2 separate regions of the Rattus norvegicus genome follow, and region 1 is linked to region 2. Evidence: chromatin contacts called from public Hi-C data. All regions are on one chromosome and are shown on one strand. Each heading gives the region's core, a stretch centred on a gene start, on an enhancer-like site or on the middle of the called end of the contact. The rest is flanking DNA. Distances are from core to core; before and after follow the strand shown.

Evidence for each region. A called contact is a pair of places that touch in the nucleus more often than the background predicts.
Region 1: a Hi-C map of Schwann cells shows a contact between it and region 2, with 7 times the contacts expected there. The contact joins two enhancer-like sites. A contact is called at or near these places in 3 of 12 Hi-C or Micro-C datasets (the A7r5 cell line, Schwann cells and hepatocytes).

The regions. Positions count from the first base shown.
Region 1 is chr6:41,717,668-41,723,731 of GRCr8, forward strand. No RefSeq gene overlaps it. Among named protein-coding and RNA genes, the nearest start is that of Ddx1, 36 kb to the right of the region's middle. Within about 2 kb of position 2,779, at least 10 of the 93 cell types and tissues checked have an H3K27ac peak or open chromatin away from gene starts, as enhancers often do. A contact at or near this core is called in Schwann cells, where this site is marked.
Region 2 is chr6:41,315,834-41,321,574 of GRCr8, forward strand. No RefSeq gene overlaps it. Among named protein-coding and RNA genes, the nearest start is that of Trnav-uac3, 9.5 kb to the left of the region's middle. Within about 2 kb of position 3,563, at least 5 of the 93 cell types and tissues checked have an H3K27ac peak or open chromatin away from gene starts, as enhancers often do. A contact at or near this core is called in Schwann cells, where this site is marked.

The sequences.
Region 1 (6,064 bases), core at 1,529-4,028, 400 kb after region 2:
TGGTCTACAGAACAAGTTCCAGGATAGCGATAGATAGATAGATAGATAGATAGATAGATAGATAGATAGATAGGTAGATAGATAGATAGACAGACAGATGAATGGGTTGGTGGATGGACAGACAGATAGGCAGGCAGGCAGAAAACCAAGACACAGCCTGCACAGTGAGCACTGCTGCAGTGCCTCTGGATGACTGGCAGTGCACAGTGGTGGGAAGAAAGATTTCCTCCCAGTAGCTGGTTCTGCAGGGTAGCTGGCTGGTTTTGAGTTCCATCAACACGGCTTTAGTCTGAGGGAAATAGTCGAGGCTCAGCCCTGTATTCGCTACAGACTAATTTCCAAGATATGCCTATCTCCCGTCTTAAAAAAACAAAACAAAACAAAACAAAACAAGCTAACAGATTCTAACTTCTCATCCTAACTGTGCTAGCTGGTTCTCATGGGAGGGTCTTGTCACTTACCTACTCCCCTCTCCTCCCTTTCTTTTCCCAGTTTAACAAATGCCTGCTAGTCAGACTGTGTCATGGGTCCAGAGGATCCTGAAAGCAGGCCTGCTTTAAACACCCTTCTCTCTGCAGCAAGAGGCACTATGTCTAAGCAGGTAAATAAAATGCAGGAAATGTACACTCTAGGAACAGAAGGAACAAAAGGTTTGGAGCACACATAAAGGCAGAGGTGACTTGCCTAGTAGGGAGGGGATTGAGGAGAAGCAGAAAGCGTAGTTCCCAACAAAGCATTAACAAAAGCTGACAAGAAGTGCGGTCCTCGATAGATAGCAGCTTGGGTTTCATAACCCTCCCTGCCCCTGCCAGCCCTCTTAGGTGGGAGGGGCCCAGGGGAGGAAAACAAGAGGATGTAACACTAAGTGAGTCATCCAGCCTCAAATAACCGAGAGCTGCTAAAGCAGAAAGTTCTCAACTTGGAAGTGTGCCAGCTTCAGCGCTGCAAAAATAGCCATGATGAATTCACATATTTCTTGCGAGTGTGTCGGTCCATCGTACCAGTGAAATCTCAGCCATAGCAAATTGGAATTTGGGGCCCATATGCTCAAAATCATGCTCAGATTTTGGTCAAAGGTTTTCTTGAGAAAGCTAAAAAAGCTGTATTTTTCTACTGAAAGTGGTCTATTCTCTCATTCTGTTGGGGTTATTAAGACTGTGGGATATTGTTTCCTGCTTGGAGTGAAAGGCCTCTTGGTGTTTTTCTGTTGGAGGTCTCCGTGTCTATCACCTCAGCAGAAGAGTCCCGTCAGTTGGAAAATGCCCCATAACGTGAGGATGTCTGCACACTGTAGAGAGGTAGTGTAGCTCAGAGGCCTTTCGCTCGAGCATGGGTCTCAGCTTCCCTGATGCTGCAACTTTTTAATACAGTTCCTGATGCTGTGGTGACCCCCCAACTATAAAATCATTTCGTTGCTACTTCAGAACTGTAGTGTTGCTTCTGTTACGAACTGTAATATAAATGTCTGATATGCGATCCCTTTAGTGACCCACAGGTTGAGAACCACTGCACTAGGAGCACCTTGATCCTCCTGGAATAGGTGTGTGCCAGTTTTAGGGAGTTTTGAGTTAACTTATAATGTGTAGGGGAGACAAAGAGATGAGCAGAGGTTTTCCTGGAGGGGCCCAGCAGGAAAACCTACCTTCCAGGGCTTGAGAAACTCAACATCCACGACTCTTGGGCCTCAGGCTCCTTACCTGACAAAAGGATAGCCTGGCTCTTACACGAGTCAGAATACAAAACATCTGGCTTCTAGGTGGCACTCCAGGGCTGACTTTGCACTCAAGGGGGTGGATAGGATGACTCAGGGCTCCGACACTGGGTAAGATCTTGACAGTCAAGAAGGTGGGAAGCTCTCCCAGCAGGCAGCCGAACAAGAATAAAGGCAGTCACAGTGCCATTACTAATAGCTACCCTCTCGGTGCTTAGGCTTCCTCGCCTTTAGGAGGGAAAGGTGTAGGTAACCTAGCTTCTGGGTTTTAGGACTGAACCAGAATGGGCACGTAGAATGCTGCTAAGTTCACAGTATAGACCAATAAGTGTTACCAGTTGCTTTTACATGGGGTGGGGGTGAGAAGACCAGGTGGCTGGTATGAACTGAGAGGATTTAAGGAGGAAGGTTTGGAAATAAATTGTAGAGGACTTTGAGTGCCCATCTTAGGTTGGATTTAATTAGTAGAGGCCTATCTCATTTTCTTGGGTGGGTTTGACACAGATTGATAAGCATACAACAGTAAGTGTAAGTTTAACCATGCATTCAATCGTAGAAACCAAATGGATTCCTGTCACAGATTTAAATGGCCCCAGCAGAGGATGCTCTTGAGTTGGTGACTCGGTTCTGCTTCCAGCACCTAAGCAGGTATTCACTGATAGCAGAAGCTATAACAGCTAGTGAGACGGCTCAGCACTTCAGAGCAGTTGTTGCTCTTGCAAAGGACCTGGGTTTGGTTCCAGCACTCATATGTTGGCTCATTTGTAAATCCAGTTCCAGGGGATACAACGTCATCCTGAGAGCTCCACAGGTACCAGGCTCGTAAAATATGTACATACATCAAGTAAAGTTAAAAAAAAAGGAAGGAAACTAGACGTCACTTGCTGAGAAGGGAGATTCTGAAAGATTCTCAATGTTTTGAGCGGTCAACTGAGTCCTCATGAGCTGCCATCTCAAGTGACTAAGCTCATTGTCTGTGCTGTGCAAGCCCACACATCCTGCCCTTGTCCTCACCCATACCCACCCAGAGGCAGGCAAGTCCACTAGGGCCATTCCACAAATTTCTAGCATGCTCTCAAGGGGCAGTGGCGTAGTTCCTAGGATCAGCTGTGAAGGAGGCAGGAGGCCGGTGGGTGTCAGCAATTAGTTATCGTGATGCCCACACCCTTCATTCAGAGCTGGCCTTTCAGAGACTAGCTGAATCAAAGGAAATGACTGAGAAAAAGCACTCCAAGTTCTGGAGATGTTAATGAGCGCAGCAATTAGCATAAGCAGGATCCTGACACGTATGGAAATTCTTTATACAGAGAAGTCTCCAATGGTGGGTGGGCCCAAGAGAAGGCTGGGGTGGTGGTCCACCCTACTGTGACAGGAGGAACCACCCAGGCACTAACCATGTGGGGCCAATTTGTTGAGGAAAAAAAAATCCCAATTCACACTTCTTGGCCTTCAAGATCTAGGTTTAAAAAAAAAAAAAAAAAAGACCACAGCCTCTGACAAATGTAATGAGGAAATAATTCCTTGGAATCTGTGAATTTGCTTAGATGGGAAAGAGGCAAGTCAGGTAATCCTTAAGTGACCCCAAGTGGTAAAAATACACCAGCACATGTGTTCAGGCCTCTGTGGGTATTCATGGCGTGACACTAGCACCACCTAGTGTACTCGGCTGGAAACGAGCCACAGACCCACAGACCTGACCCTGGTTGTCTCCACTATCATGTCTGTCTTACTCGGCAGGGCTTTCCCGGTGCTGAGTTGTGAGTCAATAGCAGTGGGGAAATGAGTAACAATTTATGGATGGACATACATTACAAGATTTGTTATTACAGCCTACAGCACTAATACCAATATTTTAAGTAAATAGTATGTAATGATACGGATATGATCCAATTTCTCCAAATTGCCTGGCTTTTAAGTGCCAAACAAAATATCTCAAACTGTAGTCTGAGACTGTAAGGCGGTTCTCGCTCAATCACATCTAAGAGTTCTTTAGCAAGCTCTTGTAAATCTGACTGTGGCTAAGCGTGCCATTTCATGAACTTTAAATGGCTTCTACAGAGCTTTGTTGCTTGCCCCCTTTGCAATAATTCCCTCCCAGTACAGGACTCGAGCTGGTTCCTTCCACTCCAGCACCACTTTGGCTAAACACAGAATTTTCCCTTTTATACCCAGTCATACTTTAAGTAGCTAACATTTGAGAGGATCCAGGAAGTCACAATATCCATGGAGTCCATCAGTCATGATGGATATCCTACTCCAATCACTTTCCTTTTCTAATCAGTTGTCTATCCCAGATTCTCTTCTACAAAACCCTGAAAACACACGCACGCACGCACGCACGCACGCACGCACGCACGCACAGGCACACGTACACACATGCATGCATAGAGGATAAATCAGGCTCCACTTTAAGCAGATTGCTAACATCACCTGGGACACCCAAGGCCTATTCCTCCCAGAGCAGTCAAAGCAGAGTTCCTGGATTCGGGGTACAGACCCTGCACTCATTTAAGGAATCTGGCTGTCATGGCCTTTGAGTCATCTTAGGGCAAAAATCTGCCATGAGAATGAATGCTGTGAGCTACTTCTGTGTTTCTCCAATGGTCCCTTGGCAATCTCAGTTGGCTAAAATGCAGATATTGTGGGTCCCCCCCTTGAGCTAACAGACAGACTCTGATGTGAGTGAGCTAAAGAGAAGTCTGTGTCTATTACTGGGTTGAGATGCCGATCTCCTAGATTCCAAAACCTTCGGATTTCTCTCAATAGTTTAACCAGAAGTGGAATATCAGAAGAAAAAAAAAAAGTAACTACAACTTTAAAGGATATTAAACGAATCTAAAACAACTGAACAGAAATTGACAGGAAAAATATTCCATCTTTTCCTCTCCTATAGGAACCAGCCCCTTATAGTGCCCTATCTCCCCCCAACCCCAAGAAGGACCCTATAAATCCCATCCTCTCCTCCCGCCTGAAGGAACCCCCTGTAGTTCCCTCATCTCTTCCTCCCTTGAAAGGCATCCTCCACAACAGCAAAATAGTATCCCTCCCTTTCCTTCCTGTACCATTACATTTCTGTTCGACTATTCCTTCCTCCCCTCCCACAAAAACAGACCATGTCGGGACTGCTACTAGTCCTCTGGAAAATGCCGTCATCTACAGTCAAATGATAAGACTGCTGTGAGGGATCTACCCTGGGTTTCCTTGTGTGTTTACCTACATTTTTTTTTCTTTTCATTTCATGTATCTTATTCAAATGGCAAGGAAGCACATATCCTCTCTGTAAGTCAAAACAAGGCAAGGAATGTGACTAAACGGTTTTGCCCATTTCCAATTGGCCAAGAACCAATTCTCTTCTTTCTTTTCAAAACTGGGGCAGGCTGAGTCATTGCCACATAGTTCTACCTTGAAAAGGAAAAAAAGAAAAAAGACCAACTTCAAGCTTAGATCTTAGTTTACATTTATCTTATAACCCATAATATGGCGGCAGGGGGTAGATGGTGCTGGTGGCAGCCACAGGGAGAGAGCAAAGTAAAGAGTCAAGTAGGAAGCACCTCCTGTCTGCTTCTCACTAGCACTGATCTACACTCAAGGTTTAGGTACAATTTCTACTTTAGTTCATAAAATACATTCCACGGGGCTCTTCCTGGGCTGTGAATGTGAATGTCGATCAGCCCAACCCTTTCAGAAAGTAATCTGGCACCGGCAGGCCTGAAAAATATCCACAATGTTCAGTCCTCGATTCAGTGTTTAGACACCATTCTAAGAATACACACACCACAGTACTGTAGGTAATGCAAAAACGATGAAAATAGTGTAAGTAACAAGAAATACTGTAAGAGGACATCTCACCTACTCAACTTTTGCTGAGCGCCCAATAGGCCGCAGACTGATGCAAATTATTCTTGTTTTCATGAAGAACTCTCAGCTTAGAGAAGCTAGCGAGCTTGCCCTCCGCTATACTGAAAGCATGGGTTCACACAGATCCCATCCGGGTCTACTGTGAAGCTCACGTGCTTTAACTTCCCAGTAGTACCCGCCCATCAGCAGTGGGAGCGTTCTCACATAAACCATCACTGGATCTCGATGGACTGCTACAAGCTTATTAAGAGTGGAAATACACCCCAACTCCCCAAGCACAAACCCACTCCAGTCACTATGCAGGGGTGGCCCAAAGATGGTGGCTAAGGCCACACCCATGGCGCACTGAAATGGAGTGAGCCATAGCGTTTGTTTAGAGAAGAATGACCCGGGCCTCTGAGCAGCACAGACAATAAGGAAGCTGAGTCAGAAACACTACCATTTACAAGTTAATATTTAACATGGTCTAGCCTCTCCAGGGTCTCTGGTGCTCTG
Region 2 (5,741 bases), core at 2,313-4,812:
GTCTAACTTCATCCCAGTTTTAAATTGTGAAAGTTAAAATCTTTCTGTGGCATTGTAAGCTGAGTTGATCAAGTAGTGTTGAAATACAAACAGGAACTTTCCCATCATGGCCTGCTTGGCTTTTGGCTGTAGGCAGAGCTGGTACAAAAACTTACTCTTGGAAGCCTGGCAGTGGTGGCACACACTCAGGCCCTAAGTTCAAGGCCAGTCTGGTCCACAGAGGGAGTTCCATAAGAGCCATGGCTACACAGAGACACCCTATCTAGAAAACAAAAGACCTACACTTGGGACTAGAGAGTTAGCTCAGTTGGTAAAGAGCTTAGTACACAAGTACAGGATACTCAGTTCAAGTACCAGAAGCCAGGCATGGTAGCACATGCTTGTAATCTCACTGCTGGAGAGGCAGGGACAGGTAAATCTCTGAGGCTCACTGGTGGCCAGGCCTATCCTACTTGGCAAGCCCCAGATCAGTGAGAAACAATGTCTCTAAAGCACAAGCTAGACTGTCATGTGACGAGTCCCACTGCTGAACTAGGGACTCCTCATACTTGGACTCAGAGAGAGAGAGAGAGAGAGAGAGAGAGAGAGAGAGAGAGAGAGAGAGGCGCAGAGACAAACAGAGACAGAGAGACAGAGAGACAGAGAGCAGCTCTAAAAGAGATTACACATTGGACATCTGAACAGAGAATCCATAAGTCTCTGAAAGTGAAATCCTTTGGTGTGGACTATACTCAGCTGAAAGCCCAGACTCCTCTCCCCCAGCATTCTCTAGTCTCTGGGGAAAACAAGAGAGGAAATCTAAGCTTATCGGCCAGGTCAGCTCTCTCCAGAACAAATGAGGCTTCACTAGAGAAACCAGGTACCTATCATCACCCCCAGCTGCAGCTACAGACCCATACTGGGTCATGAACATCAACACCCAGACAGGAAGCAGGGAGCAGGAACAGCACTTATGGGTTTCCTGAGCTCAGTGAGCAGTTTATGGGAGGCCTGTGAAAGCTTGACAAATCCCCATCTATCTGTAGGTTTGGCTCTTGCTTGGTACACAGAACCAACAGCTTTTCTGAAGTACAGTGTTATAGGAAGTAGGCAAGGTGAGGGGCTGTGCTGTGCTCGCTTTTAGTTCGTTTGTTTTTGTTTTCCAAGATGGGGGTTTCTCTATGTAGCCCTGGCTGTCCTGGAACTCACTCTGTGGACCAGGCTGGCCTCAAACCCAGAGATCCTCCTGCCTCTGCCTCCCAAGTGCTGGGATTAAGGGTGTGTGCCACCACTGTCCGGCGACTTTTTCATTACTTTCCTACTCTTATATCTTTGGACATGGCTTCATTCCTCCACCACCACCCCGACCCCCACCAGAAGCCTCGGTTTCCTCTTGTGTACGCCGATACCTGCTGTGCCCTGCATGACATCCACAACATTACTTGATAGACAGCCTGGGAAGAGCTATGAGAATGTTACTAAGGTCACTGCCCATTTGCTATTACAGACCCTAGTGCCAGAAAACCCGGAGCCAGGAATACCTCTATTTCCTGCTATATCTCGGACAAGTTGCTTCTTTTTCAACCAGAAAGAGAACCAGGTTGGCTGAATGGAAAAAAAAAAAAAAAAAAAAAAAAAAAGGTGAGAACTAGGTGTTTTCCATCCAGAGGACTTTGTGCATAGTCACCAGACTGGGTGGGGCTAAGATTACACTAGAATGTCAGTCAATAATCTGCTTCCTTAGTCTCCAAAGACCTTCTGGAGGGGGAAAAAAAGGAAAGACCTGAGTCATGGCTGAAGACTGGAGAGTGAAACAGAAAAAACTATGTTAAAAAGTTCTTGGAAAGCCAAACGGAAGTAGCTTGATTTGCATCCATGTTTGGGACTTGACTGCTGTCAGTTCCATTCCCATAACCAGGTATAAGTTGGGTGCCGCAGTGCCCTCTACCTATAGAAGCACCACCTATGTGAACCTGTGACCAAATGATGAGCTTCCCTTGACACCCTCATTCTTCTTTTGACAAAAACGAGAGCCTGGGAAGTTCATGAGACTCCGGTTTATTGATATTCAGACTTAGCCACCTTTCTTCTACTTGGTCAATAGATTCTTAGAAAAGACCTACTTTAACCTGGCCCAGAGATCCTGCCCAGAAACTTGGGAGGTTAAGACACGAACAAGAATCAAGAACTAGTCAGATTCTCAACTGAGGGATGGGCACCAGATAATCCACCTAGGGCAGATCTAAGGCCAAGCCTATGCAAAAAAAAAAAAAAAAAAAAAAAAAAAAAAAAAAAAGTAACTGAGGCAGACAGATCAGAAAAGGCTTCCTGAAGGAGGCGACTTTGCACCAATGTTGATGACTAATGGAATTCATTAACAGATAAGTGTGGAGAATCCAGGAATACAAGGCCTTCTGCATCCTGTGCTCATTTCCAGGACGCTGAGGAAAGGAAATATATTCACACCTTCCCTGTGCAGTCTAGGCTGAGGTTTCCTGGCCACTTCTCTTAGACAGATAATCACAGCTTCTCTCATGGAGTTGAACGAATCCTTGCAAACACCTTGATACGGTGCTCGAGGATGAGGGCTTCCACACAGCAGGATTCTGGAATGCCTTGGTCTTCAAGTTTCCTGTTAAAACAGTGCCCTCTGCCAGAGTTGTCCCATCTTCATCTGGGACCCAGATTCCTGTGCCATACAAACTGTTTCAGTGTATGATCGGGTGTTCTCTGCCGGTTTTGCTGTGGCGACTGCAAATTTAAGCAGATACACAATGGGCCCTTTGTTCTTTTCTCATACTTTACTGTGCAGACCAAGAAATGATTACTAGAAATGCATAGGCATGTCTGTTGGGAAACTTCTGTCTCCTCTGTAGCTCAGAATTGCACTATAGAGGACGTCATCAGACTTACAGCTAGCTGGGGGTAACAGTGTGGCTGCAGCTGCCCATGTGGAGTCCTCTCTCTCTGGTTTCAGACATGAGCTTTGTTGCCTCCAACTGTCTGTCTTTTTACTAATTGGTCCATCTTTTAATAGGTCATCGTTCTTTCTTTACATCTTTACCGTCTTTCTATACAATCTGTCGGTCAAGTTATCTTTCCCGTTTAACTTGCAGCTTTCAATTGACTGTGTTTTTCTGTCTAGAAAGGAAACAGTCCCATGGGAAAAGATAAGTGTGAGACAAGGGTGGCTAGGGTCCTATCTTTGAGGTGTCCCGCCTTATACAAAGAACTTTTTAATGAATTGTTTTTCCTTCCCAAAGGAAGACATATGTAATCTCCCCCCAGAGGGTTCTCAATTCTTAGCCGGGGAAGATAGAGAACACTTGCAACCCCTCCGCTTCTCAATCCCAAGTCTTTGAAAGCTAAAGCAGGATAAAGACAGACTTTCTGGTAAATGTCGTAATAAGAATTCTAGACTGCAGTGTAAGACTCGTCTGCACATTCTCACTGAGGAAGTGAATTGCCTTGGATTTTCATAGGCCAGTCTAGAATTCTCGGGAAGGGCTCCCTTTATCCCTAGACTGCCTTTGATGACACACAACCTTTGACCCTGATCAATGCATCCTCCTCCCCAGCCGCAAAGGCCAGAGCGGCTCTCTCAGCGCCCAGAGGAAGAGCGGGCATTCGGCCCTGACCTCTCCCCCTGCCCCTAACCTCACTGATAATTGAGCTTTCCCTCCGTGCTCGCCAGCAGCTCACCACACAAAGGAACTGGCCCCTCCTTACCCCGTCTTTTCCGAGATGAAACCATGAGCCGAATCTGTTCAGCTAACAGCAGCATCCGGTAGGGAACACACACAGGAGGGTCAGCTCTACGGACCCTGGCCCCTTCATTTCACCCTGGCCCTCCCAGCACCTCCCACGCCCCCAACACAGGCTGTTTGACCCAACACTGTTTGTCCCTCCAATTGCAGCTCTTAGACAGAGGGCAAGGTCTCCCTTGCAAGATGTTTATGTTGCAGAGTAGTTTAGAGAACACACACATATTCTATACAAATACTGCACATACATATATACACATGCGTACCACACACACTGGAACACATGTATATATACATACGCACACCATGCACTGCCCACATCCATGAAACACTGTACATATGCACACCATACACTATGCACACACACACACACATATATATATATACTATGCACATCACACACTCATCATACACTGCACACCACACTCATCATTCACTGCACACATATATACACACACCATACATATCAAACTCATGGGCACACACTTCATATAGACACCACACACATGCACACACACACACATACCACATATACTACTCACATCACATGCATACATGCATATAATATACATCATACATGTGTGCACACATACCATATATACATGCATACCATAAACACATACTATACCACACCATACATGTACATATACATATATGCACACCACATAAATCATAGATGCATGCAACATGCATCTCATATGCAAACCACACATACCACATACCCCATACCACACACACATGTCAAACACCAGACACGCATATCACATCTTTTCTTAAAGGTATATTTTCTTAAAAGCATGTTTCCAAGCATTTTAAAAACTGAAACCAAATTAAAGAGAATTTAAAATGATCTCCCTTCGCTATCCTTTCAATCTTTGTAAATGGTCTTATTTTAAAATAAAGTGGCAAATAAGCCCTTTAGACACATTTCCCCACCTGGGTTTGCCTTCCCAGCAGAACAGGATGGATAGCTAGGGTCACTGCAGTGACCACTGCTGAAGAAACACCGTGCTGGGGTGGGAGCCAAGTTCATGACCACAGCATCAGCACAGCCCCAGGAGACTTGCTGCCTGAGAAAGACAGGAAATGGAGAGTCCTCAGGTGCCCTCCCTGCCCTTGGGAGCTCTATTTGCTGCATGATGAATAATAATGACTTCATTTGCATGACAGTCTCCTCTAACCCACACTTCTCTGACATACCTTCATTCTGTTCCAAGAAACCAAAGGGCAGAGAATTTGCCCAAGGTCACCCACTTACTTGGCACCAAGTTTTCAGACTCTGCTTGGGACTAGGAGCTATCTGGAGTATCTCATGGCTTCCACAGGACACAGGAGGAAGAGGAAGTGTCTGGGATAAGATACAGAGGAGAAAACCCAGAAGCAAAGACAGCTAAGACAGCCAGGGAAGTTGAAACCTGGTCTCAGAGGATGCTTTGCATGTGGGAGGAGGGGCCTCATCTGAGTCTTAAGGGCATCCATCACCTCATCAGGAGTTCCTAATAGAAAGAAAAGGAGACATGCGTCTAGAGGGGATCTGTCTGAGAAGAAGTCCCAGAAAAAGGAAGTCTTTACCATAGTGAGCCAAGATACCTGTAGGTGCTCCCTGTGTCTATGAGATACTACAGGAAAAACAAGAATCCTGCCACATCTAGAATTGAAATCTGAACAAACAAAGCCAGGGCACGGTGGGCTTAGACACAAGTTTTGTCTTCTTACCATGGATTCAGGCATGAGTTATTGAGCCCCCTTCAGAGACCCAAATTGTGGTTCAGCCTAATGAGTGATGTGTAATGGTGGAGGCCCAGGTGAAGGACACGCCCCAAGTCACTTGGGTGAAGTACTTGCACATTCTCAAGTCAGAGGGAGTAAAAGATGTGGGTCCTTTGTTTATATAATGCCAAGAGTTCACCCTGAATACTAGGCCTATCACCTATCACCTGGCACTTCCCATCCCTCGTGGGCTGGCACTCAGCTAGGAGCTCAACCCCACGTGCAGTC